5 separate regions of the Sus scrofa genome follow, and regions 1, 2, 3 and 5 are each linked to region 4. The links are chromatin contacts, called in public Hi-C and HiChIP or PLAC-seq maps. All regions are on one chromosome and are shown on one strand. The core of a region is the stretch at or near the end of the contact, and the rest is flanking DNA. Distances in the headings are between cores, read along the strand shown.

Region 1 (2,921 bases), core at 204-2,703, 310 kb after region 4:
ATCCTTAACCCCCTAAGCGAGGCCAGGGATCGAACCTGCATCCTCATAGATACTAGTCGGATTCCTTTCCACTGCGCCACAACAGACACTCCACAATCTACATTTTTGACAAGTTTCCAGGTGCCAAGATGCTGCTGGACCAAAGACCTTACTTGAAGGAGAGGGTGCAGACTGCACCCTGGGTATTTCGGGGAATGAGCAGCTCCCATCCGTTCAAAATCCAGGTTGACAGAAACCGGCGCACCTGATGCCAGCGGAGGCCAAGGGCTGCCTGATGTTTAAGGTCCTGATGTGGACGGATGGCCCAGCTCCATGGTCTGGGCACAGTCCTTTCTCTCCCCATCTCTGCCGCTTCGTCTGAAAAACGGGAACAGTCGTAGTACCCACCTTATTGGGGTTATTGTGAATTGACTTGGAGGAACACACAGCGAGGCTTCAGCACGCGGGGCCGCGTGCTGCTGTCATCAGCACAGAGACAAGGATTCTTTCTAGGTTGACGTCCAAACAAGGCATGTTTGAAGCAGGACAGGAAAGGCATGGTGCTCCCCCACCCCCACTGCCCTCCCCCTCTGATCCTCGTTTGCATGAAAAACAGCACAGGTACCTCCAGCCCTTCAAGCACCAGTCAGGACCAACCGGTGGGCAAGATTTCTGGATTCTCTTTGCAGAAAGAGTAAAATTGGGAGACGGGCTCAGATCCCGTGTTGCTGTGGCTCTGGCGTAGGCCAGCGGCTACAACTCCAATTCACCCCAGCCTGGGAACCTCCATATGCCGCGCGGGAGCGGCCCAAGAAATGGCAAAAAGACAAAAACAAAAAAAAAAAAAAGTAAAATTTGGACTATTCTCAAGGAGTTTGCCTCAAAACCTGTGTGCGGCTTTCTCCAAACATCTCTGCTTGCTCAGTCCCTCCCCTGCCAGAGGCCCCTTCTCCCTAAAGCATCTTGGGAGGCCTGTATGGGCTCAGACACGTACAAAAGAAGGAACCAAACAGCAGTGGAGACAGAGGTGGCAACGCCTGAGATGCATTCAGGGAAGGAAGGGAAAAACTTTTGAACAGATTTCTAGGTCATGTGGTGTCTTGAAGTTTCTGTCTCAGGCTATATTTTTAAACAACTAAAGACAAAGCATACCCCAGGGAGGAGAGCTGCTGGGGTTCTGGCAAGCTCTAATCAGCAGACTGCATTTCATCCAGCCCGAGGGCAAGGCTGGAAGGGGCGAGGGCCTGGGGTCTTCCTTCTCTGCCCCATCCGCCCCAGGGGGGCAAAGTGCCAGCAATGGAGCAAGCTTTGGGTTCAAATGACCTCACACACTCATCGAAGGAGGGCCCTGCCCCCATTACCTCAGAAATGCAGACTCCAAGTCTCCTCGGCAAACAGTCTGCCTGTGACTTGAACTTGAGAGTCCTGGGGCCAACATCTGAGCTCCCGAGAGCGCCCAGGCACGAAAGGTCAGAAGACCAGTTTTCAACAACTAGAAGCCTTTGGCAGGGGCAGGCTGGTTCTGCCGGGCCCATGAGCCAGTACCTAGTTGGCACTTGATGTTGACCTTTGCCCCTCAAGCGCTCCGGCCTCCTGTGACCCCGTGGTGATTGGGGTTATTTCTGAACCTGCTCTTTGGCTTGCTCTGTCTCCTAATCCTCAAGAAAAGCTGACCATCAAACACTTCATCTGATTTAGGGTTTGCCTTCATCTGAGGTGCGTGTGTGTTTGTGTGTGTGTGTGTGTGTTGTGTGTTTTAGTTCTTAATTTCTCAGGAAGTTCAATACCAATGGGAGCTGAATCAATAATTACCGTAGATGGTATCCAACTCCCTGGGATTAGGCCCAGGAAAATCAGCTTTTAAAAGATCTGAAGACCATGTGACTGCGAGGCCTGCCAAGCATCCAGCCACTCTTGGAAGAAAAAAAGAAAAAAAGCTGACAACTGAACTAATTTTCTCCACACATAACCGAGGAGGACACACTCCGTGACTTTTAGAAGGAAATAAAGGACCAGAGCCTGGTTTATTTATACAGATGCAAAGACTCCTCCACCAGGGGGTGGGACTCCTTCTCCAGCACCTCCTCTCTCGCGTATCCCGGTTTCTCACTCCACACGGAAAGGGCATTAAGAGGGAAACCCAAACCCATGCCCGACTCAGTGTGGACAAGCGTTTGAGTCCATCTAGGTTGGCATCCTTGACGTCAGAGACCAGCAGTTGCCACGCCCTACGCAGGGTCTGCTCTTGTCAGGTCACCCCGACCCGGAAGGGTGTGGCAGTAGCTTCCGTCACATCCCGCTGGAGAATTCCCTGGATCTAATCCATAGGAGAAAACATCCACCTTTCCCAGAATTCATGAGGATCTACTCCCTCCTCCTCCTCCCAAGCGCTTCCTCAGCCATTTGAGACACTGATCCCCAAGATAAGGCTCCTGCTGGAGGCTGCCAACCGCCCCCATCAATGCCCCACAAAGGCGTCTCTTAAAGATGGAGACGTTCCCACACCAGAAGACTCACGACGCCAGCAACCCTGGCGACCAACAGAGACGTGCAAAGGCAACACGGGCATCGTGTTCTTAGATATTTTAGAGTCTTGACAGTTGGTTTAAAATCTGCTTGGCTCTGTTGTTGAGAACCAAAGAAAACTGGAGATAACCCACACTTCTATTTCTTTTTGAGAGGAAATGATAAAATCCTGCAGACTAGCCTTGATTTTAATTTACTCTCTTCTATGCTTGACCCTACCACAAAACACTCTATGAAATCTGTTTTGATACGGTGTTGTATGCCCTCCTTTATTCCATCTTTATCGACCTCATCTGGTTAACTGTGATTTGGCTATTTTTTCCAGCTCTAGTGAGATATATGATTGACATGTAACATTGTGTAAGTTTAGGGTCTGCAGTATGTGCGTTGATCCACACACAGGTTGTAAAATGATT
Region 2 (2,714 bases), core at 46-2,545, 340 kb after region 4:
ACACGTGTTTACAAAAAAGCTTCAGCAACTCCCAATATAATGAAAGTAAAACATTTACATCAGTAATGCTGAATCTGAAAACATGCCTGCGGAATCCCTCGCAGTAACGTTTGTCTTCCATATCTTTGCCCTGGTCCTTGTGCAAGAAGCTGCAGGTTTGGTTTAATAAATGAGCAATTAAAATGTCTACTCATTTCACTACTAGAAAACAAGAGTTCCATATTTAACTTTTTTTTTTTTTAATGTTCTCAGATGCTGCCAATCACCGGCAAGACCCACACAACACATGCCGAACCGTGGTGCGCCTTGGCATACACCCTGTGTGTCTGTGCGTCCCTAAGGCACAGCAATCCTAAACACAAGCTTCAGCTCCGCTCAGTCAGGGGCTCTCGCCCTGGGCCCCAGGGGTCAGAAGGCCTTGTGCGCCTGGGCGGCCTCCAGCTTTTTCCTTCCCACAGGACAAGGATTCTGAAGAATCTTCTGGAACATTCCAGGATACCCGGGTTCCTGAGATTCCCTATTCCTAGGGGTCCAAAACTGCTTCCAGGGTCCGTTTAGCTGAGAAAAGGCTCTGTCCCTGGTAAATACGCTGCTGGGCGGAGAAATGGCCCAGAGGGTACGTTGGGGGGGCGGGTGAGGGGGGATGGGCGTGCAACCTGCACTGTCCCCACCCCCCACGCACCCTCATCCGGGTCCCACAGAGGGTGGACCGGCGTCGGTTCCACCAGTCTGGGAAGACACTCACTGGAATTGGAGGTGACCAAAGCTGACTCCCCCCACCCCCAGAGAAAGCCAGAGGCGCCCACCAAGGCAGCCCAACGCCAGCGCCGGGGAGATGGAGACAAACACCAGGCCAGATGCACGGCCAGATGTCCCCAAGCACCCGGGGGGCTCGAGGGGCCAAGTGGAAACGGCTGAGGCCGTCCACGCACTTGCTACAGACGTGCCGCAGACCCCCGCTGCCTTCCCCAGCGCCCTCCACTGGGGGAGGGCTGCGGGCGGGGGGGGGGCAGAGTATCTAGGAAACGGGTCCTGACACCGCCCGCAGTGCGGGGGAGACGGCAGGGTAGCAACAGGAGGCGGCCGGTGCGGTTCGAGGGCCCGACCGTCAGCTGATGCCGCGGAGCCAGTCAAGGGCCCGCGGGAGGGGGGCGGGGCCGCGCCGCCACCGCCGCCGCCGCCGACGTCAGCGCCGCTTGCCACTTGCCGCTTGCCGCAGCCGCAGCATCACTGCGCTGCAGCTCGGGTGCCGGCCTCTGCGGGAGCCACCCAGACCCCTGCGCGGTTGCTCTGACATGGCCGATCCCGAGAACCAGGGCCCCGCGGAGCCCGGCCAGGCGGCCGCGGCGGCCGCAGCAGCGGAGGCGGCCGCGGCGGTGGAGGAGGTAATGGCGGAAGGCGGTGCGCAGGGGGGGACTCGGACAGCGCGTCCGGAGACTCGGACGGTGCGGTCGGCCAGACGGCCGAGGAGCCCCAGGCCCCTGCGGAGAATGCACCCAAGCCTAGAAATGACTTTATCGAGAGCCTGCCTAACTCGGTGAAATGCCGGGTCCTGGCCCTGAAAAAGCTGCAGAAGCGGTGCGATAAGATCGAAGCCAAATTCGACAAGGAATTTCAGGCGCTGGAGAAAAAGTACAACGACATCTATAAGCCCTTACTCGCCAAGATCCAAGAGCTCACCGGTGAGATGGAGGGGTGTGCATGGACTTTAGAGGGGGATGAGGAGGAAGACGATGAGGAGGAGTACGAGGAGGAGGAGGAGGGAGAGGAGGAGGAGGAGGAGGAGGAAGAGCCTGCGGCAGAGGCTGCGGCGGGGGCGGCGGCGGCGGCTGCCAAAGACGAGGGTCCCCACTCTGCAGTGTCTGATGACGCCAAGAAATAAGCGGGGGCCGAGATGGCAGAGGAGAATGACGATGCAGATCAAAACCCAGATTTTTTTTTTTTTTTTAATATTGGTGGACTTGAAAAGGCTCAGGTTTTGCACCAAAATTCAACGTGAATCAATTCTGACATTCCTGAAACAATACTAAATTGATGCAATCCGATTCTGGCCAGCCCGTTTCAAATGTGATTTCCAATTGGAACACAAAAACATCGAAAAGTCTTGAAAAGGAGTTAAATTTAAAATGATGTTTTCATGATCTCTTCTGCGAGGACTGGAGTTGAGACTTACGAAGGGTGTCAAGCAGATATGAAGTAAAGACGTCACTTTGAAACCCTTTCATCACACCATCATCGCCCCACGCACTGAACCCACACACAAGCCGAGACGGAACGTGTTTCCAAAGCCCAATTCTTCCATTTCTTTAGCCCTGCAGTTTTCCAGCGCAGAGAAGAAGAACCCAAGAAAAAAAATCTCATCTTTTAAGACTTTGCTTTTATAACCTAGACCTCAGCTTCACACTTTTCGAGAAGCGTGATGGAATGCAGGAAGCCGGTGCCAGAGATCATGACAGTACTGTTAATGAGGCCAAGAAAACTGCCACTTCAAATTCTAAAGACTGTGCTGAGTATGTGAATGTAGTGAAACAACGTGGTTCTGAGAAGGAGGGTGTAGAACCTGTACAATATTGTCAACATACGTGTGCATTATTTAGAGTCTCGTGTTTATGTGTGTTTTCTTGAGCGTGTCTACTTACAAAGGTGTAAACCCCCCCCCCCGATGTTTAAGTATTAAATCCCTTTATTTAGCATTGTAGAAATCTTAATTTAAT
Region 3 (2,700 bases), core at 172-2,671, 510 kb after region 4:
CTGGCTTTCCTGTGGCTCTGGTGTACGCTGGCAGCTGCAGCTCGTATTTGAGCTCTATCTAGCTTGGGAACTTTCATGTGCTGCAGGTGCGGCCCTAAAAGGACAAAAAAAGGGGGTGGATTTTGATGACTAACCAAGAATCTTCTAGTATACTGGGCTGCAAAGAATAGAGAAAATAAAAATGACAACATATGCCATTAACTGAGCATTCATTTGCCACAGGCATTTTTCTAAATACTCTTTGCATTCATTAGCACATTTTAAGCCCCAGGATGGAATTATATGAGGTAGGAACAATAATTAATCTAATTACACAGATAAGAAAGCTGGGGAGGGAGTTCCCGTCGTGGTGCAGTGGTTAACGAATCCGACTAGGAACCATGAGGTTGCGGGTTTGGTCCCTGCCCTTGCTCAGTGGGTCAAGGTTCCGGCGTTGCCGTGAGCTGTGGTGTAGGTTGCAGACGCGGCTCGGATCCCGCGTGGCTGTGGCTCTGGCGTAGGCCGGCGGCTACAGCTCCGATTCGACCTCTAGCCCGGGAACCTCCATATGCCGCGGGAGCGGCCCAAGAAATGGCAAAAAGACAAAAAAAAAAAAAAAAAAAAAAAAAAGAAAAAGAAAAGAAAGCTGGGGAGTTAGGAGATTTGCGGGAGCCCTACAACTAGTAAACGATGCACCTGGGACCAAGGTGTCAGGCCCGGACCCCCGGCACTTACCTCCTACACTATAAGAAAGAGATCAAATCCGCATCATTTTCTGGGAGAGTCAGAAGCAAATGCGGGGCGAGAAAAAAACCACTGTGTGGATCACCCACTTAATTAAAGGACACAGTTACTTAGACTCCTTGCGGTTTCCAAGCTCATTTACAGAAGCAAATGAGTGGTGCTATTATTATGCCATTGAGCCCAGGGTAAGAAACTGGGCATCTTAAGTTTAAGAGGACTAAGCCATTCTTTTCCCGTTCTTATATTTTTTTTAATGAAAGGAGAAAAAAAAAAAGCCAAACAAGGTTATAGGAAGTGTGGTACTGCAAAGACTGACAGATACACATAAAACAAGTAATGCTTTTTAACATACCCAGTGTGACAGTGTGTTGGAAACCTCCTTTTGGTGATAACCACGGAGGTCCAAGTCTATCACTGTGTGACTCTGAGGTCCGGCCACTGGCTTCCTGGAGGCCCTGCGACAGGCCCTGGTGAAAACTCAGGACGCCTCCACTTGAGCGTGGGTTTTGTCTGCAACCTGCAAACGGGCAGGAAGAGCCGCAGAAAGCCCAGGCTGCAGGCGGGGCTCTCCATACCGAGCGGTGCCGCGGGAAAAGCAGTCGGGTCCCGAGCGCCCTCGGAACCAAAGAGCGGGCCTCCAGCCGTCGGGGGCAGCGTTTCCCGAGCACCGGGGGGCGGGGCCTGGCCGCCTGGGCGGGACTCCCCGGGATCGGCTGGAGCGGCCGGAGCGGCCCAGGGGGTGCGGAGGTCCGCGCGCCGGCGGCCAGACCATGCTGAGCGGAGCGCGCGGTCGGCTCGCCTTAGCGCTGCGAGGGACACGCGCGCCGCCGTCCGCGGTCGCCAGGAGGTGCCTGCACGCTTCGGGCTCGCGGCCGTCCGCGGACGAGAACAAGAAGGAGGGGAAACCGCCACGCGCCTTCGACCCGGCGCTGCTGGAGTTCTTGGTGTGCCCGCTGTCCAAGAAGCCGCTCAGGTAAGATTCGTCCGCTGCGGCTTTTCCCTGGTGGCCCCCTGTCGCCGGGGAGACGTTCAGGTCACCCGGGTGTTCTTCGCTGCCATGTTTTGGACCCGGGCCCGCCAGCTTCCCGGGTACTCGCTCCGCCGCGGGAAGGGCGGGAGGAGGCCCCAGCCGAGCCCCAGGCCTCCCGGACCAAACCGGCCACTCGCAGGCCTGGATCCTGGCGGGCAGCTTCTCCGCCGGCAGCGTTTTAGAATCTCGGGGGAATCCTTCTTAAAACGCAGATCTCTAGGCAACGCCCCACCCGGGCTCAATCCGAAGGCCTTGGGGCCGAGCCAGAGCAACTGCGTATTTTCTTGAAAGGATCCCAAGTGATCTTCCTGTACAGCCAGGGTTATGAACTCGGGATTCGGAAGACTAATCCATGGCATTCAGATTTTTAAGGCAAGGCGATGAAAAATGTGATAGCTTCCAGATTGTTGCGAAAACGCCGGGTAGGATCTTAAGCGCATCAGCTACGTGTGCGGCCCTTTGGTTTTTAGTTCTCGACCAGCCGGTTCTGTAAAGGCCTTCTTAACCTTTCACCTAGACTCTTTAGGATAAACATCTCTGCAGTTGCAGGCTGCTAAACCTGAACGTGGACAATACTAGCAAACACCGCAGTGTCATCAGTGGCTGCCTTTGGGTGGTAGATTGCTGCTTCCGTGGTTTCCTTCTCATGGATCAGTGAGGCAGGTGTTCTGATAAGCGAAGAAGCTGAATTTTCCTCTCGTGTCTGTTCCAGTAGTAAATTAGCTGGGATCGTTTGAGGGTTTAAAAGAGTCATGAAGGAATATTTGGATGAAAAGGAGAGATCTTTTCTTTTTTTTTTTCCACTAAGGCATAGCTTAAGAATAACGTGAAAAAGAAAATGAGAGAAACAGACTAAAATGGGAACAATTAGAGATTCCTTTTCTAAGAGAAATGGTTGAATTGGCTACTGCTGCTTTTAGAATGAAAAACAGTCTAATTCTGCTTTT
Region 4 (2,827 bases), core at 314-2,813:
AGGTGACCTAATCTTTAGGCTCTTATTTTTCACTATGGACCAGCAATATTGATATAATCAGAAAAAAAGACACATGTTTCAAGTATTAGCAAACGTTTATTTTTTGATTTTTTCCTTAGCACTGAGCCCAGTTTTCTAATGGGTGAATGGGAAGCAGAAGTGACAGCATCTAGATTATCTTAATCTAGAAGTTGAAAATTTTTTCTTTTTGTCTTTTGCCTTTTTAGGGCCATACCCACAGCATATAGGGGTTCCCAGGCTAGGGGTCAAATAGGAACTACAGCTGCCAGCCTCCCCAGTAGCCACAGCAACCTGGGATCCGAGCCACGTCTGCGACCTACACCACAGCTCTTGGCAATGATGGATCCTTAACCGAGGCGAGGGATCGAACCTGCAACCTCATGGATACTAGTCAGATTCATTTCTGCTAAACCACGATGGGAACTCCAAAATTTTCTTTTTTAGTAGAAAAAATGCTGTCATTCTCCCATCTCCATGTCTTTGTATGGCCTTGGGATGGTGTTATTCTGCCGTGTGGAAGTCGAGTCTGTGCAGTGTTTTGTGTGCACGTGGAAATAAAACGTACTCTGCTGTGTCCTGTGGTTTGCTTAGTACTAGTTGTCACCTTAGCTCCGCTGTGGGCAGCATGAGTTGGCTATGGGTACACAAAGAATACTAGATTTGAAGAGAAGTTTTGAAATGGGAGGTGATTTGTTTTCTCTTTTCCTTACACCTCCTCCCCTTAAGATATAAGGTTGTTATGTTTTGTGATTGGAGTAAATTTAAGCCTTTTAAAGTTACATCAGATGAAACTTCATAGGTAATATTCATCAGCATTCTCCTAAAATGTGCCCAAAAAAAGATTTGACAGAAAAGTAATAATAAAAAATAGGGCAGTTTCCTTCTGATTTATATGAAATGGATATTTTAGCTATCTGTTCTGGAAATTGTCAAATCAGACTTTCTAATGACACAGCATATGGAGTAGCAAATTCTTGAAGGTTCAGCCAGAGGCTAATTTTCCAGACTGTAAATCACATATGTAGATTTATGGCTGTCTAGAAACATGGGCTTTTATGTTTATCCCCAGTATATGCAAGATAATTTGAATGTAATTAGAAGCAGTAAGTAACAGCTACATAAAATAGAGCATCTGCACGTAGAACAATCCTGATAAAGGTGAAAGGAAGAAAATTTTGATAGAATTTAACCGATTTCTAGGGAGCCATAGAAATGAAAACTGCCTCGGGATAGAAATGAAAACTGCCTCGGGAGAAGGAGGAATATGCCTGCAGATGAAACCGGCGGGTGACTCCGTGAATTTCTCTTCGGGATGAGTAGCGACAGGAAGCAGGTGTGTGTTTCGCTTTGCTTTCTGCACTAAGCTAAGTCCTATTGATGACAATCACCAGGTGGTTGGCGGTTCCAAACTGAAGGCGCCAGTGTGTGACCTCTAGCGAGCCAGGTTTCCGAAAAAGATGTCAGCAACTTAAGGCCCAGGTCACATGACTCCTTCCGCTCGCTGGTACTAGAGGCTCTGGATCAAATTTCAACTCCAGGCAGTCCTCCCGGCCACGTGGGTTTCGCCAAATCAGAAGCCAAACCACACTTCCGAAAATGTTAGGAGCCGCTCCGCGCCTTCCGCGGGGACTCCGGATCCGGAGCTGGGTTTCACATCCGCGCACATCGCCAGAGTGGAATTTGAGGGCTGTGCCGTGATCTTGATGGTTCCAACCCGGCTCCATCAGGGCCACCGGGCACTTCCTGCGAGATGGGGGCGGGCGCTCTCGCCATCTGTGTGAGTACAGGCCACCTCTGCCTCCGTGCGCCCTGCCAGGGCGCGCAGAGGCCTCGGCCCTCCCGGTTTTGCGATGCCTGTGTCACTTAGTTTTTCCCTTCCTAGGAGGTGGGGGGAAGGTTCCCTTAAATTCCTTTCTATTCACATGGACGTTGATTGGGGGGGGGGGGCAGTCCGTCTTTTCGTCCACTTTCCTTTTCCAAAAAAAAGTGAAGAGCGATGCATGCGGAGCTCATTGGGGTCCGTGAACTTGATCTACTGTCGATCAGTCTCAAGCCTTGTAAGACTTTTTTTGTTCTGAAAGAGTTAAATACGAACGCTTCCTTGTAGCTACTGGAAATATCTTGTGCCTAGATGGAGCATGAATTAAAAGAATTAAAGTAACCATTCATCAATTTCCCTCAGAGAATGTAACATTTTTTTTCATTCCACATTTTTGTTTTCATTTAGTAATTCTAGAATTTTTGTTTCAGGAGGGTTGCTAAAAGTGATGGTAAAAGAGCTAACTAAGCTAATAAATGTGTGTGAATCCTGAGTCACCTATAGAAACCACTGGTTGTAATACTGTAGCAGCAGTAAATAACACTGATCTAAAAATCTATGGGAAAATGTGTATATGTCTAGGGCTGAAATTCATGAATTTCAAAGCACTTCCGTTGGTGCTTACGTGTAAGCTTTTGCAGTAACCAAATTTATCTTCAATTACTTAACTTCAGGATACTGTAATTAAATTTTTTAATTTCAGTGTATAGCAAATGCATAAATAAAATCTCAAGTTGATATTGTATTCTAGGTGGGCATTATATTTGTCCCTGGAGGTACTACATGAGAAATATCTTATTCTGTATTATCACCTTTCATTTCTCCCACGTGTCATCACATATAGGTCAGATCCAATGTGTTTTTCAGGTTTCAGCAAGAGCTGCATTTTGTTGTAGGCTGTGATGGCATCCTACCAGACATAGCTGGGTAATTTTTGACACCTAGGCCCTGAATGGCCACCAGATGGTGGCTTAGTCCCACAGGTTG
Region 5 (2,929 bases), core at 153-2,652, 450 kb after region 4:
GTCACTGCATTGTAAAAGGGTGTTAATTCTCATTTTATTCCACTCTTCTCAGTCTGGAGTTGAGAGAGCAGTTCACTTGATGTTATCAAACCATCAGATGAAAGGAACCTAGAAACAGCTTCATATCTGTGGAAAAAGCCAGGAGACACACCAAAATGAAAGAGAGCTCTCGAATTGTCTTTCCTGAAGCATTCCGTGCCTCCGAATGCAAGAAAAAATCCTGGAAGGCTGCGCTCTGAATTTAAGGTACTTCCTAATGAAGCTAACTTAAAAGCTACAGTAAAATGGAATCAGAAAACAACCAGAAACACTGACATACCCGACGCAAAGTTCAAATGCACGTCTCCCGGAGCCCACGGTGCAGACCCGGAATCAACGCATAGTTGTTGCTTTAGGTGCGGTCTCCACAGCCCTCCCCGGCTTGGTCTTTTTCAGGTTACACATGCTCTTCCCGGTCAGTTGTCCCGGTGTGCCCACTCCACACATTCACAAATGACTCAAAGTGCCACCTGCCCCCGAACGTCCCAGTTCCTGACACCCCCGCGCCCGTCCGCGCACTTACGTGTCCGCACACACACGCACACACACGTGTCCACACACACCCTCGCCCCGGCTCCGCCCAGGAGGCGGACTCCCACCGGGCGAGCCCGGCCCGGCCTCCGCGAGGTGGGTGGTGCCGGGCACCGCGGCCCCACCGGCGCTGTCACCGAGGCCACGGAGCCCCCCGGCTCCAGCGCAAACTCCTCGCAGCCTCCCCGGTTCCCCCAAACGCAGAGGCCCCGCCCGCCCCCAAGGCTGCGCGCCCCTCACCGCAACGGGGTCACCGGAGCCCCGGAATTTAAATCGGGCCAGGCGAGGAGGAAGGGGAGGATCCTCTTTTGACTTTCTGCGTCGCAATCCCTCCCAGCCTGCAGGCAGCCGAGTCGGGGTGGGGGGCGCTCCGATTTTCCAAGCGGCTTCCGGCCTCTCCGGGCGCCAGGGCTCTTTAGGTCAGAGCGAGAGCCCCGAGGACGCCCGCGCGGCCCAGGGGCACCCCGCGCAGCCCGGCCGCCCGCGCCCCGCCGGCACCGCGCCCCGACCGCCCCGCGCGCCGGGCCCCAGGTCGCCGCGGGAAGCGCCCAGCAGCCGCGGCCGCCCCGCCGGGAGCCGCGCGCTGACAGCCGGGCGGCGCGGAACGCGGCGGGCGCGCGGCTGCAGCCCCGCGGTGCCCTCCTTCCCAGGACCGCCCCCCCTCCCCGCGCACCTTGGCGGCCGCCGCACCGCCGCTCGGGATTCCGACGGTAAGAGCGCCACCGGCCCGGCTCGGGGTTTCTCGGATTTCGGCGTCACAATAATAAGGAAGTTTCCCCGCAAGCCTGCGGGCGGCGGAATGCGCTTGGGTGAAGGACGGCCCGCCCGGCCAATGGGCGCCCTTCTGGGGCGGACCCGCACCCACGGCGGCCGCGGCGGAGTCGGAGGCGGAGGCGGGGCGGCGGGGTCCGCGGGCTGGAGGCGGGGCGAGGCCCAGGCTCGGCAGGGAGGCGGGGGCGGCCCGAGGTGACAGGACCTGCGGGCCCGGGGAGGGGACAGCGGCGCCGGTGTTGGGTCGGCCACGATCCGGCTGCAAGACGCAGAGCGCTAGCGCTGGAACAGGGTGGAAGCGGTCGGGACGGATCAGCGGTTCGTTTTTCCGGTTCTAGGCTCTGTCTTATTCTCTGTGCAGAGGGGACCAAAAACCTTGGGCATAGGGGGAAAAGCTAGAGGGTGACAATTAAGGGTGAGTTATGAAGTGTCTTATTCCACCCACGGTGGAGGTGTCTTGTTTCCCTCGCCTTCGGGGGACGGGAGGAAGCTCCGAGCCGAAAGCGGGGCTGCGCCTTTGGAGAGGCGGGAAGGAGGTGGGCGCTTGCCCGGGATCCTCGAAGACAAGGGTGGAAGAGAAGAGAGGCTCTACAGATCAAGGGGGGCTTGGGGGAAATTGGAGGAGGGGGCTGGGGGAGCATGCCGAGAAGTCGCGGATCGGGAGATGGTAAAATCTTCTGTCTCAAAGTCACCATGTGACCTAAAGCCCAATAATGGATAAAGAAGTTTGCCCTCCCCTACTTTCCCTGGCACCGAATCTCTGAGCTTCCTCCTCCTCCCCAAGGTCACGGTGCTTCCCTTGGTCCTCTTCTGATCCACAGAAAATCTTGGGAAGAAAACACGGCAAAGGTGACTGCAGGAATCTTCTGCGCCCCCCCCCCCCAATTTGCAAGACAGAAGCAGAATACTGGGAAAGTACTACTTTAACCCAAAAGAATGACTTTACTAGTGGAAGAATTTCTGTCACCTGCCATTTGAACCGGGGAAGGTCTTTTGAGGCCAGATTCTTCTCAAGGATGTTCAAATCAGGTCAGGTCTGCAATTACCTTCTCTGAGAATTTAATAGATTGATCAAGCATAAAAGAAGTTTGGGGAAGTAGCATATCCTGGGGCCAGGGCCCTGTTGGCTGGCATATGTATTCTCAGGGACATAAGGCAAGTTGCCACATGCTCCTGAGACAAGCAAGATAAGCCAGCAGAATCTCAATTGTCTGGTAGCTGATGTCCTCTAAGAAAATAATTCCAACCTTTGAAGTTTGAATCACACTGGACACCTCCAGAAACACTGGGGACAAGATAAACACAATTCATTTATGCTGGAGGTGTAGCCATCTCACAGAAGTCGAGGTCTCACAAAGACGTAATCTTAGGAGTACCCGTCATGGCTCAGTATTAACGAGTCCGACTAGGAACCATGAGGTTGCAGGTTCAATCCCTGGCCTCGCTCAGTGGGTTAAGGATCTGGTGTAGGTTGCAGACATGGCTTGGATCCTGCATTGCTGTGGCTGTGGCGTAGGCCAGTGACTACAGCTCCGATTCGACCCCTAGCCTGGGAACCTCCATATGCCGTGGGTGTGGCCCCAGAAAT

What was found. A called contact is a pair of places that touch in the nucleus more often than the background predicts. HiChIP or PLAC-seq counts read pairs in DNA pulled down with a chosen protein or histone mark.
Region 1: an H3K27ac HiChIP or PLAC-seq map of skeletal muscle shows a contact between it and region 4. The contact joins the enhancer-like site here to the promoter of FAM13A in region 4. A contact is called at or near these places in 2 of 5 promoter capture datasets (fetal skeletal muscle and liver), 8 of 47 Hi-C or Micro-C datasets (alveolar macrophages, embryonic fibroblasts, epiblast stem cells and 4 more) and 2 of 2 datasets of contacts at active chromatin or transcription factors (alveolar macrophages and skeletal muscle).
Region 2: an H3K27ac HiChIP or PLAC-seq map of skeletal muscle shows a contact between it and region 4, with 7 times the contacts expected there. The contact joins the promoter of NAP1L5 here to the promoter of FAM13A in region 4. A contact is called at or near these places in 3 of 5 promoter capture datasets (fetal liver, fetal skeletal muscle and liver), 2 of 47 Hi-C or Micro-C datasets (brain and fetal skeletal muscle) and 2 of 2 datasets of contacts at active chromatin or transcription factors (alveolar macrophages and skeletal muscle).
Region 3: a contact with region 4 is called in a Hi-C map of skeletal muscle, with 5 times the contacts expected there. The contact joins the promoter of PIGY here to the promoter of FAM13A in region 4. A contact is called at or near these places in 2 of 5 promoter capture datasets (fetal skeletal muscle and liver), 18 of 47 Hi-C or Micro-C datasets (alveolar macrophages, brain, embryonic fibroblasts and 10 more) and 2 of 2 datasets of contacts at active chromatin or transcription factors (alveolar macrophages and skeletal muscle).
Region 5: a contact with region 4 is called in an H3K27ac HiChIP or PLAC-seq map of alveolar macrophages. The contact joins the promoter of HERC3 here to the promoter of FAM13A in region 4. A contact is called at or near these places in 1 of 5 promoter capture datasets (liver), 2 of 47 Hi-C or Micro-C datasets (embryonic fibroblasts and heart right ventricle) and 1 of 2 datasets of contacts at active chromatin or transcription factors (alveolar macrophages).

The regions. Positions count from the first base shown.
Region 1 is chr8:130,330,173-130,333,093 of Sscrofa11.1, forward strand. No RefSeq gene overlaps it. Among named protein-coding and RNA genes, the nearest start is that of NAP1L5, 33 kb to the right of the region's middle. Within about 2 kb of position 1,454, at least 14 of the 83 cell types and tissues checked have an H3K27ac peak or open chromatin away from gene starts, as enhancers often do. A contact at or near this core is called in skeletal muscle, where this site is marked.
Region 2 is chr8:130,363,271-130,365,984 of Sscrofa11.1, forward strand. It overlaps NAP1L5 (nucleosome assembly protein 1 like 5), which reads left to right and starts at 1,296. Exons shown (of 2, transcript NM_001206893.1): 1 at 1,296-1,414; 2 at 1,417-2,194. The coding sequence starts at 1,296. The coding sequence ends at 1,882. All of the region lies in intron 22 of HERC3 (probable E3 ubiquitin-protein ligase HERC3), which reads right to left.
Region 3 is chr8:130,526,150-130,528,849 of Sscrofa11.1, forward strand. It overlaps PIGY (phosphatidylinositol glycan anchor biosynthesis class Y), which reads left to right and starts at 1,422. Exons shown (of 2, transcript NM_001271967.1): 1 at 1,422-1,696. It overlaps PYURF (PIGY upstream reading frame), which reads left to right and starts at 1,422. Exons shown (of 2, transcript NM_001271968.1): 1 at 1,422-1,696. The coding sequence starts at 1,494.
Region 4 is chr8:130,020,018-130,022,844 of Sscrofa11.1, forward strand. It overlaps FAM13A (protein FAM13A), which reads left to right and starts at 1,564. Exons shown (of 24, transcript XM_021100748.1): 1 at 1,564-1,798. The coding sequence starts at 1,772.
Region 5 is chr8:130,465,909-130,468,837 of Sscrofa11.1, forward strand. It overlaps HERC3 (probable E3 ubiquitin-protein ligase HERC3), which reads right to left and starts at 1,403. Exons shown (of 25, transcript XM_021100756.1): 1 at 1,244-1,403. LOC102166545 (a long non-coding RNA gene) reads left to right here and starts at 1,496. Exons shown (of 3, transcript XR_001298531.2): 1 at 1,496-1,659; 2 at 2,163-2,370. LOC110261994 (a long non-coding RNA gene) reads right to left here. Exons shown (of 3, transcript XR_002346475.1): 3 at 2,926-2,929.